Linked DNA regions of Capsicum annuum: region 1 is linked to region 2. Evidence: chromatin contacts called from public Hi-C data. All regions are on one chromosome and are shown on one strand. Each heading gives the region's core, a stretch centred on a gene start, on an enhancer-like site or on the middle of the called end of the contact. The rest is flanking DNA. Distances are from core to core; before and after follow the strand shown.

What was found. A called contact is a pair of places that touch in the nucleus more often than the background predicts.
Region 1: a Hi-C map of leaf shows a contact between it and region 2, with 2.5 times the contacts expected there. The contact joins the promoter of LOC107867402 here to the promoter of LOC107867401 in region 2. A contact is called at or near these places in 2 of 5 Hi-C or Micro-C datasets (bud and leaf).

Annotation. Positions count from the first base shown.
Region 1 is chr1:98,254,749-98,260,835 of UCD10Xv1.1, forward strand. LOC107867402 reads left to right here and starts at 2,685. Exons shown (of 8, transcript XR_007052188.1): 1 at 2,685-2,972; 2 at 3,202-3,285; 3 at 4,323-4,394; 4 at 4,593-5,502.
Region 2 is chr1:97,999,575-98,005,317 of UCD10Xv1.1, forward strand. It overlaps LOC107867401 (PLASMODESMATA CALLOSE-BINDING PROTEIN 1), which reads left to right and starts at 3,605. Exons shown (of 4, transcript XM_016713621.2): 1 at 3,605-3,874; 2 at 4,300-4,542; 3 at 4,634-4,670. The coding sequence starts at 3,820. It overlaps LOC107867400 (a long non-coding RNA gene), which reads right to left and starts at 2,377. Exons shown (of 3, transcript XR_001673171.2): 1 at 2,190-2,377; 2 at 2,058-2,123; 3 at 1,742-1,975.

The DNA.
Region 1 (6,087 bases), core at 1,435-3,934, 250 kb after region 2:
TTAGTTAACCAGATAAGCATTTCATAAAAGGAACCAAATAGGACATACTTAAGATGCAAATTCTCTCTTAACATAATGTATTAAAGTTTTGGCTTTTACTAGCAGATGCTCAGCAATAAATGGTGTGATTCTTTATAAGAAATGCCAAACATTCAATCCAATATGGAACAAATGAGAGATCGATCATAATATAATTGGAACGAATCGAATTTTAAATCGTACAAAGAAATCCCAAATTCATCAAAAAAAACTCCCAAATACTAATAATTCCAAAGCTGAGTATTACAGAAAAGCAAATGAAAGTAAAGAAACACAAACCACCAAAACTGGTGAAGGTCATAATGAAGCTTGAGAACAAGTAGCAAAGTGAAACAAAAGATCAATCAATAAACTACCACGGCTTGCAAGCACTTCAATACTATTAGACAATATAAGCGAAATCCATATTATTACATGCTAGCTTTCCACTATGAGTAAGGTTAATCAGCCAAGAAATTTTATTGGGAGAAAACTATGGTTGAATTTGATGTGAAAGTTGAAAGCTTTATGCATATTGGATTACCAGAAGATTTACATGAGGTCTTAGATTCTTGTAATTTGATAAAAGTGAAGGGAAAATTAGCAGTCCTTGAAGAAAATATAATGGATGGGGAGTTTAGTTTGTGAATTTTAGATGATGATCAACTTTCAGTATGGTACAGAAATTTCATTATTAAATATCCAGGGTTCCCTAGAATGAATTTTTGTTCCCAGACATATGATGGGGAGATTATATTTTTTGTTAAAGCAAAGTGGTGCGATAAATTCATTTATTTCTGTTATGATATTGCGAGAACAAGTTGGAGAAAACATGAAGTCGTGGGATCTCGTATAAAGTACATGATTACATGTATTTATAGATTCATCAAAAACATCTTCCCATTGGGAAATATTCATTAATTTCTAGTCCTTATTTCACTATGTTGGATGGCACCTGGAAACAACACAACAATGTTATGTAATAGCTTAACAAACCAATACTAATTTTTAACTCATATATAAAACACCATACCTCATATAATCCCACAAAACGGTTTCAACGGATGGTAGAGTGTATGGTAAGCTTACATCTATCTCAGAGGTTGGTTTCGACAGACTTAAATACATAAACTGAATAGTAATGCAATGAAAAACTAAAGCACAAATTTCAGCAACACATGAGGAGATATAATATTCACAATTAAATCATAAAAAATACAACTATTCTTACTAAGTACCTCAGAACTAAGCTCCAATAGTAATCCACTCCTATTTTTTCCGTTCAAATTCAACCTCACATCAAAGATCCCTAAACTACAATCATTCGTGTTACTATTTTTTTTCACACTCAACCGTAGTTACTAATTTGGTTATTTCAACAGAATCGGGTGGGTCAATAGGTGCTCTTTAACTTCTCCAACTTTCAGTGGAAATCACATGTTTTTCTTTTTGGTTTGCTTATTAAGGAAAAAAAATAACAGGTGTGTAAATTATTGAATGCCATACTCGAACAGCAACCAGCATCTCTTACAAAAAAAATGAATGGAGTAATTAAATAAATCGGTCAAGAAACACATAATTAACAGCATAAATGATCACAGAAGCTACAGATCAACAAAAAAAACATTATATCAATTACCCAAATAACCAAAACGAGAAAAACTCACCTCCCCCCCCCCCCCCCCCCCCCCAAAAAAAAAAACTTTGCAACAAAACAAAAATAATCACAAATGTTAGAAGCATAAGTGTATAATAGTTTTTTTCAAAAAAAAAAAGTTCTCACCGATCGGTACAAAATTTAATTGATGTACAACCACACAATCACCTTATGATTACTTTGTCCAACACATCCGAATTAGATAAATTTAAAATATGGTTGAGATTTTTACAAGTTCATGAATATCTACCAGGTCTTCATGAAAAAGGATTATTCAACATATAGAATTTAACAAAGAACTATTGATAGCTTTTAACTATCAATCTGCGCCCAAATTGAAAAAAGAATAGAAGAACAATAACTCACCTAATCAAGATGAAAGAACCTAAATTGATTAAAAAAAATACAACTTCAGAGATTTTAAGAATGTAATCACGACTCTTTTCTGATGAGTCATGATATCCTACAATACTAAAACAATGAATATAAGATAAGTATATGGTGATATTTGTGATAAAATATTCTGATTCTGGTTTAAAGTTTTAATAATTTGATGAATGTTTTCATTTGTAGGACCTGGAGCTAGTGCCCAGATGTGGCATCCACACGTGGTGGCGTTGGTTCTAAAAAAACAGTGAAGAGAGAAAAAAATATGTTCTTCGTCTAATGTTGTGTGGTATTTTTTAGTTTATTTTTAAAAAATATATTTTATTATAAATTGAAAATTAATTTTAAAATTAAAATAATTTGCAATCACAAAAATATTTAATATTATAAATTTAAATTTTTTAAAATATTGTGTAAAATTAAAGTATCACATAAAATGTAATAAGAAAAAAATATTACTAATTTATTTGGCTAATGATGGTTATGGTGTTTCCACGTGTGGGTACAACATTAAATGATGAATTTGTGGTACACATTTTTTATAAGTATATAAATGTTTTCATTTTGTGGAACCCACATTTAGTGCTAAAATTTGGGTTGTTTTGGGGTGTGAGGACGACGAAAATTTGTCATCCTGCCCTTATAATATGTAGTAAGGTAATATATATATATATATATATAGAAAGATGACTGTCATTTCGCTCAAGGGAAAATCCGTCTTTGAGCTGCAAAGAGATATTTTCCCATCTTTCCTCAATGTTTCCAGAAGACCCAATTCCTTATGTCTTTGTTCCTTTCTCCGACTTTCCTTTTACAATCAATCGTACAACTTCTTCTCTTTCTTCCTCAAGCTCTCAAACACTATCCAATCTTGGATCCAAACAGCAACAAGAACACTTAACTTCTCAAGGTATAATGCTTGTACTGCTCATTTTGCACAATATCTATCTAGAATCATTAATTTGTGTCATTCTTATGTTTTTTTTTATCTAAGCCTACAGGGGAGCTCTCTTCCTTTTTGCTTTAAGTTTTATCTAATAAAAATTTACAAGGTAATGAGTACCGTTTGGTATTTGTGTATGATTTTTATTCATCTATTGAACTCTGAATCATCTGTCGTTTTATCGATTTTGTTATAGCATAAGAATGCGGACAAGCAAAAAGAGCCGAGTGGTGATATAACTATTGTATACATTAAAGCAGAAGATGAAATCTTTCACGAGGTACCAATTTTTTTTTAACTTTTCTGTTTTGCCGTACTGCTACATGTTTCTGATTCTTCCTTTTATTGCTTCTTCAATTAAGCTCTTGATCCTTCAGTTTTCCTTTGTATACAAATTTGTTTAGGAGTGACAAGGTAAGTGTTTTTCTTGTCGTATCAAAAATTTTATGTATTTTATCGCGCTGGTTTATATTTAGTCTATATATGTTGATTTCCTGCAAAAGAATACACCAATGAAATGTCACTCACACATATACTAGAATCATTCAATTGGGATAAAGGTTAAGATAAATTGAAGGTTCTACTGCATCACTTTGGTGATCTCTTTCTAGGACCGATGGTTTGCATTTATTATAACCCGGAACTTTAAAAGTGCAGTTTTTAACTATCTGTTGAGAGACCATGTGTTGGCTTTTTGGATCACTCTATAAAACTTTTGTAGAGTTTCATGTATCGGAAAAGCTGGCCTATTTGGAAAAGGGTACAAAATTGTCCCATGGCTTTGGTCTAATGACAAGAATGTTGAGCTGATGTGTGGGTTAGATGTATGTCACGGTTTCAAACCTTACAGGCAAAAGCCTGACATTTAAGTAGAGAAGGGTAGAGGTGTAGGTCCAATATCCATCAATATTCGAACAGTGTGGCATATGCTATAGTAAACAACAAAGTCTGTTGAGGTTATGAAGTCACTTAGTCGAACTAGGAAACTACAAGGAAAAGGAGGCTAAGGTTATGAAGTAAGGCCACCTTAAGGGTAGATGGAATGGTTCATTATCCACCGAGGCTCAAACCGTTAGATGTATATGTGTTTTGCTTCTAAGCTTTGATTGTTTATAAATATGGATTTCTCTTTTGTACATGTATATAAAAATGAAAATATCACTGCTCTGAAGAAAGCTCCGTCCAAAAAAACAAAGGCATCGTGAAATTATAGAGCTCTCTCTGCTGAGAAAAGAGAAATAAACTTACTGCAGTTACAGACGACTCTTGTTTGTTCTACAATACAAAATGCAATGAATACTTTCACTGTATTGGCAGGTTCTTCCAAGTTTAATACAAACCTGGTTGAGAAAGGATGTGAAGCAATCACTTCCTCGTGCACTCAAACAGGTTAGCTTAACATTTTCGGCTCCTTTAAATTAATACTTATACTGTGGAACAAATTGATGCTAGACCAAAGGTAATTCAACCAGAGGACCTTGTGGATGTGGTGATTGGACGTAAATTCTCCTATGTGAAAGCTCATTTTAATATGTGTAGTTGTTTTCTTGTCTGTGAAAGCCACAACTTGATTTGTAATTGTATCAGGTTCCAGAGGGGTTCGAAGAGGAAGCCCATGGCTTTGATCAAGAAGCTGTGCAAGGCGGTAACACGAGCAATTTTATCGTTATGAATTATTTTGTTTTGTGCTTAATGCCAATTATTTCTATATTAAGGAATAACTAGGTAGTTATATTCGAGACTATGTACACCTCTGGTTATGCATATGGTGCATCTCTCTATCTTTAAATTTCTTTTTTCCTGCTCAAATCTATAATTTTGTTAGTAAAATAAGGTCATTTTACTTCAGTAGTTACTGAAGATCAACAAATACATATCTGTACAACAAACAAACTTAGTCGGCATAAAATGATATCCAGCTAACCAAATCTCTCAGCTTGCCCAAATGGACCGCATTCCAGTACCAAATGAAACATCCCTACCAATCTCTCTATCTGCTATCAAGACTGATAAAGTGAAAGCTAAAGTTAGAACATTTATTTTATTAATTGAGATTATGTAATTATAATAGTTGCCAGGAAAGGTCTGTTAATATTATTAGCATAACTTTCATTTGATTTTCGCAGCTTCAAGAGTCAGAATCGAAACAAGTTAGGTTATACCATGGTGTTATCGAGTTTCAATAGCCGCACGAGGGAAACTTGCATGCTATTCCTATATAAGAAGTCACAGTAGTGGCAATAGAAGCAGACAAGAGACTGGGGACATGCCACTCCTGCTTATCTAATGGGCAATTTTGTCATTTTTAGCTGCTTTGTGATGCAACTGATCCACCTGAATCTCTTCCTTATCCATTTTCACTTGCATCTCCTCGCTGTTCGGTTGTAATTGATCGACTTTCCGTCTACTTGCTATCTCAACTGAATTAATAAAGGGTTAATTACTGTTGCTGCTGGTTTATAGTGAGTTCCTCTCGCCATGTTTTGCTTCTGCCAAGGTAATTGCATCGCTAACTATATACCATACACATATATTCTTTTTACGACTTATGATTTGAAGAATAAACATAACAATTCGTTCAATAGATGCCTTGTTTTAAAGGAGAATATAAATTCTGCTACTGCATAACCCCTACAATAAATTCATAAAAACTCCTGCAGTATTACATATTGCTTAAAGTCAATTTAGGAATTGGATTTTAGTGCTTCTTGTTTTTATTTCATTAGTTTGTTCCGCTGAATTAGCCTTTTTCTTGTGTGTATCATTTACAGTAGTTTGCGAGAAACATTGTTTCTTTCGTTTGAGTGCTTATTCATAATGCTCTTTCGTATATTTTTTTGGGAGACAAGTCACAAAGAGGAACATAGAAATACAAAATTATAAGGTTGTGTTGGTATTGTTCTCCTATTTAAACAAGAATTTAGAGATGGAATCCTTGAAATATGTTGTTCGGCCTTTTGAAAATATCGTCAGATACGTATAGGTTCCTTCAAAAGTTGTGCATTTTCTAAGGATCCAACACACATATGGCCATATCTTTAGATAGTTCTAACAACTTAGTCCCTCAATAATCAAATGAAGA
Region 2 (5,743 bases), core at 2,355-4,854:
CTCCAGTGAGTATTGTGAATCAATTGCATAAGATCTTTTATAAATTATTTTGTGCAAATACCTCTCGGTCCAGAAATAAGCATTGGATTTCGTGGGATAATGTGTTATCCTAAAGAGTAGGGTGGTATGGTTTTAGGCCACTCCATGAGTCGCTAAGGCATTATGTGCTAAGTTATGATGGAATTTTAGAATTTCCACATCATTTTTATGGACTTTATGTGGAGCAAATACTGCAAAAAATTCCATTCTTTTATGGCAAAAGGTTATGGTACTTCTCATATACGGAGGAAAATGATAAGAATAACGGATGAGGTGGAGCACAATATATGATGGCAAGTCAAATCAGGAAGTTCTAGCTTTTGGACTGTAATAGGCGCTTTATTTTATGTTGAGAATGATGAAGCAGAAGAAGAGGAATATGAGGTGAAGGATTTTGTATTAAATGGGGAATGGGACATATAGAAACTGAGAAACAAAGTATCTAAAGAAATGGTAGAGTACATTGTGGATTCAGTCAATATTTCAAATATTGAGCTTGATAATGATATCCATTGGTGGACTGGTAACATACAAGGGAAGTTCGCTGTGAAATCTGCTTGGGAAATATTGAGAAACAAGAAGTAAAGGAAGGAGGAATACAAAGATATTTAGGTTAAAAGGATTTCCTTTCAAAATAAGTTTATTTATGTGGAGGGTGTGGAAACAGAAAATTGCCATCGATGACGTGCTGAAGAGGATGAATATCAATATAGTGTCTAGATGTTGGTGCTGTGAGGTCAAGATAGAGGAAATTATGAGCCATTCATTTTTAACAGCCCCAATAGCTTAAAGGATATGGAGGCAGTTTGTTGTTTTTGCAGGAATTGATATTGAAGAAATGAATAAGCATCAGCTAATTCATTCATGGTGGACAATAAGAGTAGCCCTAAAAATTGATGCAATGTGTAAAACTATACCAGCAATAATCATGTGGATCTTTTGGAAGAGAAGAAATAGGATCAAACACGGAAAGCAAGCCACTTATTTAGGTTTAGTATGGCAGGTGCAGGAATTGATTAGGAACTTAATTAATACATTGTAACCATGGATTAAACTAAACAAGGAATCTTGGCCAAACATTGTTACTATTTTAAGTAACTATAGGCCTAGATTACATCATCAAAAAGTTATTTGGGGTTTTCCAGAGAGACACAAGGTCAAGTGTAACACTGATGGAGCATGTAGAGGGAATCCAGGAATCCGAGCTTCAGTTTTTTGCCTAAGGGATGACAACGAGATTTCATCTATGCTAAAGCAGTAGGATTAGGGGAAACTACTAATGTGGAAGCTGAGGCTATAGCTATAAAGTAGGCACTTGCATTTTGTCAGGAGAACAGTTATATGGGACTAAATGTAGAAACTGATTCTTTAATACTAATGAAGATGATAAATAGACAATGAAAAGTTCCTTGGACTATTATCATGAAAAGTTCCTTGGACTATTATCATGATAGTGGAAGAGATATGGAGCAAACTTCATGTAGTGCAAGGCAAAGTAACACATATTTAGAGAAGGAAATTCAGTTGCTAATGCTCTTGCTAGTGAGGTAATAGACATACAGCAAACAAAAGAGTATTATGGTTTCATGGAACTGCCTACTAAGATTAGAAGGTATATTAACATGGACAAGTCACAAATCTCTAATCTTAGAATTAGAACACACAAAATTAGCAAACAGACATAAAGAGAGGCAAGCAAATATATACGCAAGAGCAGTCACATGGATTAAAAGAAAGCACAAAGGGTCCCATTACAATCCCAAGGGGGTGCACCAACATAAACAGCATATACAAATCGAGTTTTGTCAAGCTATGGACAGATCTGTAAATGCTCTAGCTACCAAAAACCTTCACCAAAAAAGGGATACTGGGAGCCTCCCACCGAACTCAGATGGATTTGACCTGGAAATTGAGCTGCGTGTTGATAAATCAACAACTTACAAGAGAAATAAGGAAAGGTGAGAAGAGCAAGAGGGAGAATATTAAATCCATATGGAATAAGAGAAAAGAAAACCTACTTGATAGGGCAAATCGGAGCTTCGACATGATGTTACTTCAGTCCTGTGGGGCAAAACCCCGACCACCTGAGAAGAGGATGGAGTCAAACCGAGCTAAAGATTCAGGTAAGGGAAGCTGGAAACAGAACTTACCAGAGGCAAAGTTGATAGAAAGAGCTAGGGTTGAGCAACATCCACAGACATCCAACTTACAGATAACCTAGGGGAGGAGGGAGATGAAGTGGCCACAAGGGGAACATCCTTCAGCAGAGGCGGCAATGTGAAGTAAAGAGTAGAGAATACTTTTCTTGTTTAAACGTTGATATTAGGAAACTTTTCATATTCCATTTTTTGGATCGGGTTTTTTTGGACTTGGGTCAACAATGTATAGTTGGGCTGGATTGTTTTGGATGAAGTTGCAATAAAAAAGGGTCCAGACAGACCAAAAATTCTAATTAAAAAAAAAAAACTAATATCTTTCTTGGAGGAAAATTTTGGATCTCTATAAATTAAAGACCTCTCTTCTCATATCACAACACAATAGTATTAATAGTTTTTATATTTTTTCTTATATTATATTTTCGTATGTAGGTCAATTAGCCAAATTATATAATCATTATGTTTTTAATATGTTTTTCTCTGTCGTTTGAATTATCACCATCTTGATTTTCAACTATTACCTTTCGCATGACGCTTTGACAATTTTGATCCGAACAGATAGAACGTATTAAGATCTCACCTTTACCTCTTCGAGCTAGGCAAATGTAGATTGTTTTTGATAGATCCTAATTTTAGTAATACCTGTCAAGCAGTGTGAAAGGGGGGATACAATCGTAAAAGCAATTACAGTACAAATTAATCAAAATAGTAGCATTACACAACAAATAATATAAAACAATAAGAAATGAAATAATGATTAATCGATGCATAATTAAAACACCAAGGGGTTGTTTGGTGTGAGGTATAAGAGATAAATAGTCTTAGGTTAAAGTGAAATATTATTTTATCCCATGTTTGGTTTGAAGTATTAATTAGTATCGAAATTATTTATCCCACTATTTATGCTATAATAATGGAATAAGTTATCTCAAATACATGATGGGATAACTAATTTCAAATTATATCAGAATAACTTATCTCAAAATTAATTATTTCTAAATAATTTTTTCGCAACCAAATAACCGTAAGTGTACGCTGATACCGAATATTATGGAACAAGAAGCGTATCGCAAAGTATTCAACCAGAGTTGAGTTAGGTAGTGACCATGTGGATGAGTCTATGACCGTTTGAGAGGCAATAGAGCACACATACACAAGTACAGGTACAGTCAATTACATGACAAAAGCTTTTGCTTTTCTGCTCAATTTCCAAAAACACCATCTCCCCTTATCAATAATATTTTTTTTGATTTTCATCCGATATTCGTATTAAAACTCGATTAATTTAAATTCATACCGTATAGAATTTCATTTAGGGGAAAATGCTTTCTAACAGAGTTTTCTTCATATCCAAAATCAAACTTTCAATTTTTAATTAAGGATGAAACAACTCATCCATCTACCGGACCACCTCTCATATTGTTATCAACGATATAACATATGCAGATACTGTAAATTTACACTCATCATACATATAAAAGTGCCACAAAAACAAGTATACATCAGAATACTTGTAGTCACTCTCATTTTATTATCTAGAAAACAACACCCTTTCTTCTCCTTTACCAATTCTCTTGAAAAAGTGAAGGAATAGTGTACTTTCTTCATTATTGCTTTCACAATCATGGCTGCTTTTATGTTGTCTTTGGTATTTTTCTTGGCTATCACTGGTCACTCAAGTAAGCTGCTACTTTTCACTTTGCCATGAACTTTTCTCTGTTCTCAGCATTTTTTCCCATATTTTTCTTGAGATGGTCTTTTACTAGATTTTGCTTTTAGTAAGGAGACACTTTTCACTTTGCCCTCAAGTTTTCTCTGTTTTTTCTGCATTTTTTTCATATTTTTTGATATGGGGTTTCACTATAATTTGCTCTTGATGATGTTCTTGATTCTATTAAATTAGAAGATTCAGTCTTTTTCCCTTTGCCTTCAAGTTTTCGGTATTTTTGATGCTTTTATACTCTTCTTGAGATGAGGTTTCACTATATTTTACTCTTTAAAAATGTTCGTGATTCAGCTGTGTTCAAAGATTCAGTCTTTTTATAGGAAAATCACAATGAGTTTTGCTTGTTTGAGCTGATTGTATGTGGATTTGTTTCTGTAGGTGCCAGTTACTGTATTTGCAAAGATGGTGTGGATGTAAAAATTCTTCAAGAGAACATTGATTATGCCTGTGGATCTGGAGCTGATTGCACAGCTATCCATACTAATGGTGCTTGTTACAATCCTGACACTGTCAAAGATCACTGCAACTATGCTGTAAATAGCTATTATCAGAGAAAAGGTGCCTCTGGTGCTAGTTGTGACTTTAAGGGAACTGCAACTTTGACTCCAACTGCACCAGCTTGTATGTTTCCTCATTTACCACTAATCCTTTTACTTATTTTGTATCTTCAAAGATTAACTTTTTGTTGTTTTCTTGTTCTTTTTTTCATCAGCTGCTGGTTCTGGTTGTGTATATCAGTCTACTGCAGGGTAGGTTCTTTAAGCTTATGTTATAATATGTGATGTTAGATCCGGTATTGCATAGGCATCTCACTCTTTCTCTCTTTGGGTGTATTAGATTTACTTAACGTTTTACCTTGAAATTAAAGGAAAGGTTCTAGTTGTTGCTCCTGTCTTTGTGATAATAGCTTCAATCTAAAGCTCATTCTTGACCTCTTGATCTTGGAGAAGTCATAAAAAGTTCACCTTTTTCTGGTGTCAATTACAAATTGTGTGCTTCGAAGGTAAAAGGGTTGGTGAAGAAAGTTAAAATTGTGTCTTGGACATGAAAAGAGACCAACTCCATATTAAATATTAATACATGCAGTTTCTTTATTTAAAAAAAGACTTTCGGAACTTGTAGTATTAAGCATATCATTATATTTCTGTGACTTTTGAAACTTGTCTTTTAAAACATGTTAATAAATTTTTGTGCGAGTCATATAAATTGAAATGGAGGGGAGCATACATAGGAAAATAGTAACTTGTAGTATTAAGCATATCATTATATTTCTAGTTGTGCTTTATTTATTTTACCATAATATTCCAGTAGCTATTGTTAGTGTGGCCTGTCACTATTCACACTACCTAATAGTATGCGTGAATGAGCTGTCATGATGTTGATATCTGTCTGTTGTATATGTCCCTTTCTCCTCTACCATGATGACAATTTCAGGTGTATCTTCCATCATGTAACATATTCTAATGGCTTAAGTAAAATTTTCTTAGACCCCTCAATTAAGGTTTGTATCTATCAGCCTCCTAACCCACCGAATTTTGATTCAATCATGCCTTTTTTGTCTAATCAGCAACAGGTATAGTGTGTGTGTAACACACTCACCTGACGTGGCAAAATTAACCAATTAGAAAAAAAAAAACGTAAAAACACCCCCACCTACACAGTCATCATCTTCACAACCTCTCCCCCGATGTCTTCACAGTTCTCACACACACACACTCGTCGTCCGTCTTCACAGTTCACACACACACACGAGAGCAGCAACAATATACTTCCTAATTTTGATTTTCCGACGAGATTCATCGGAGTCGGAAAACGCACACGA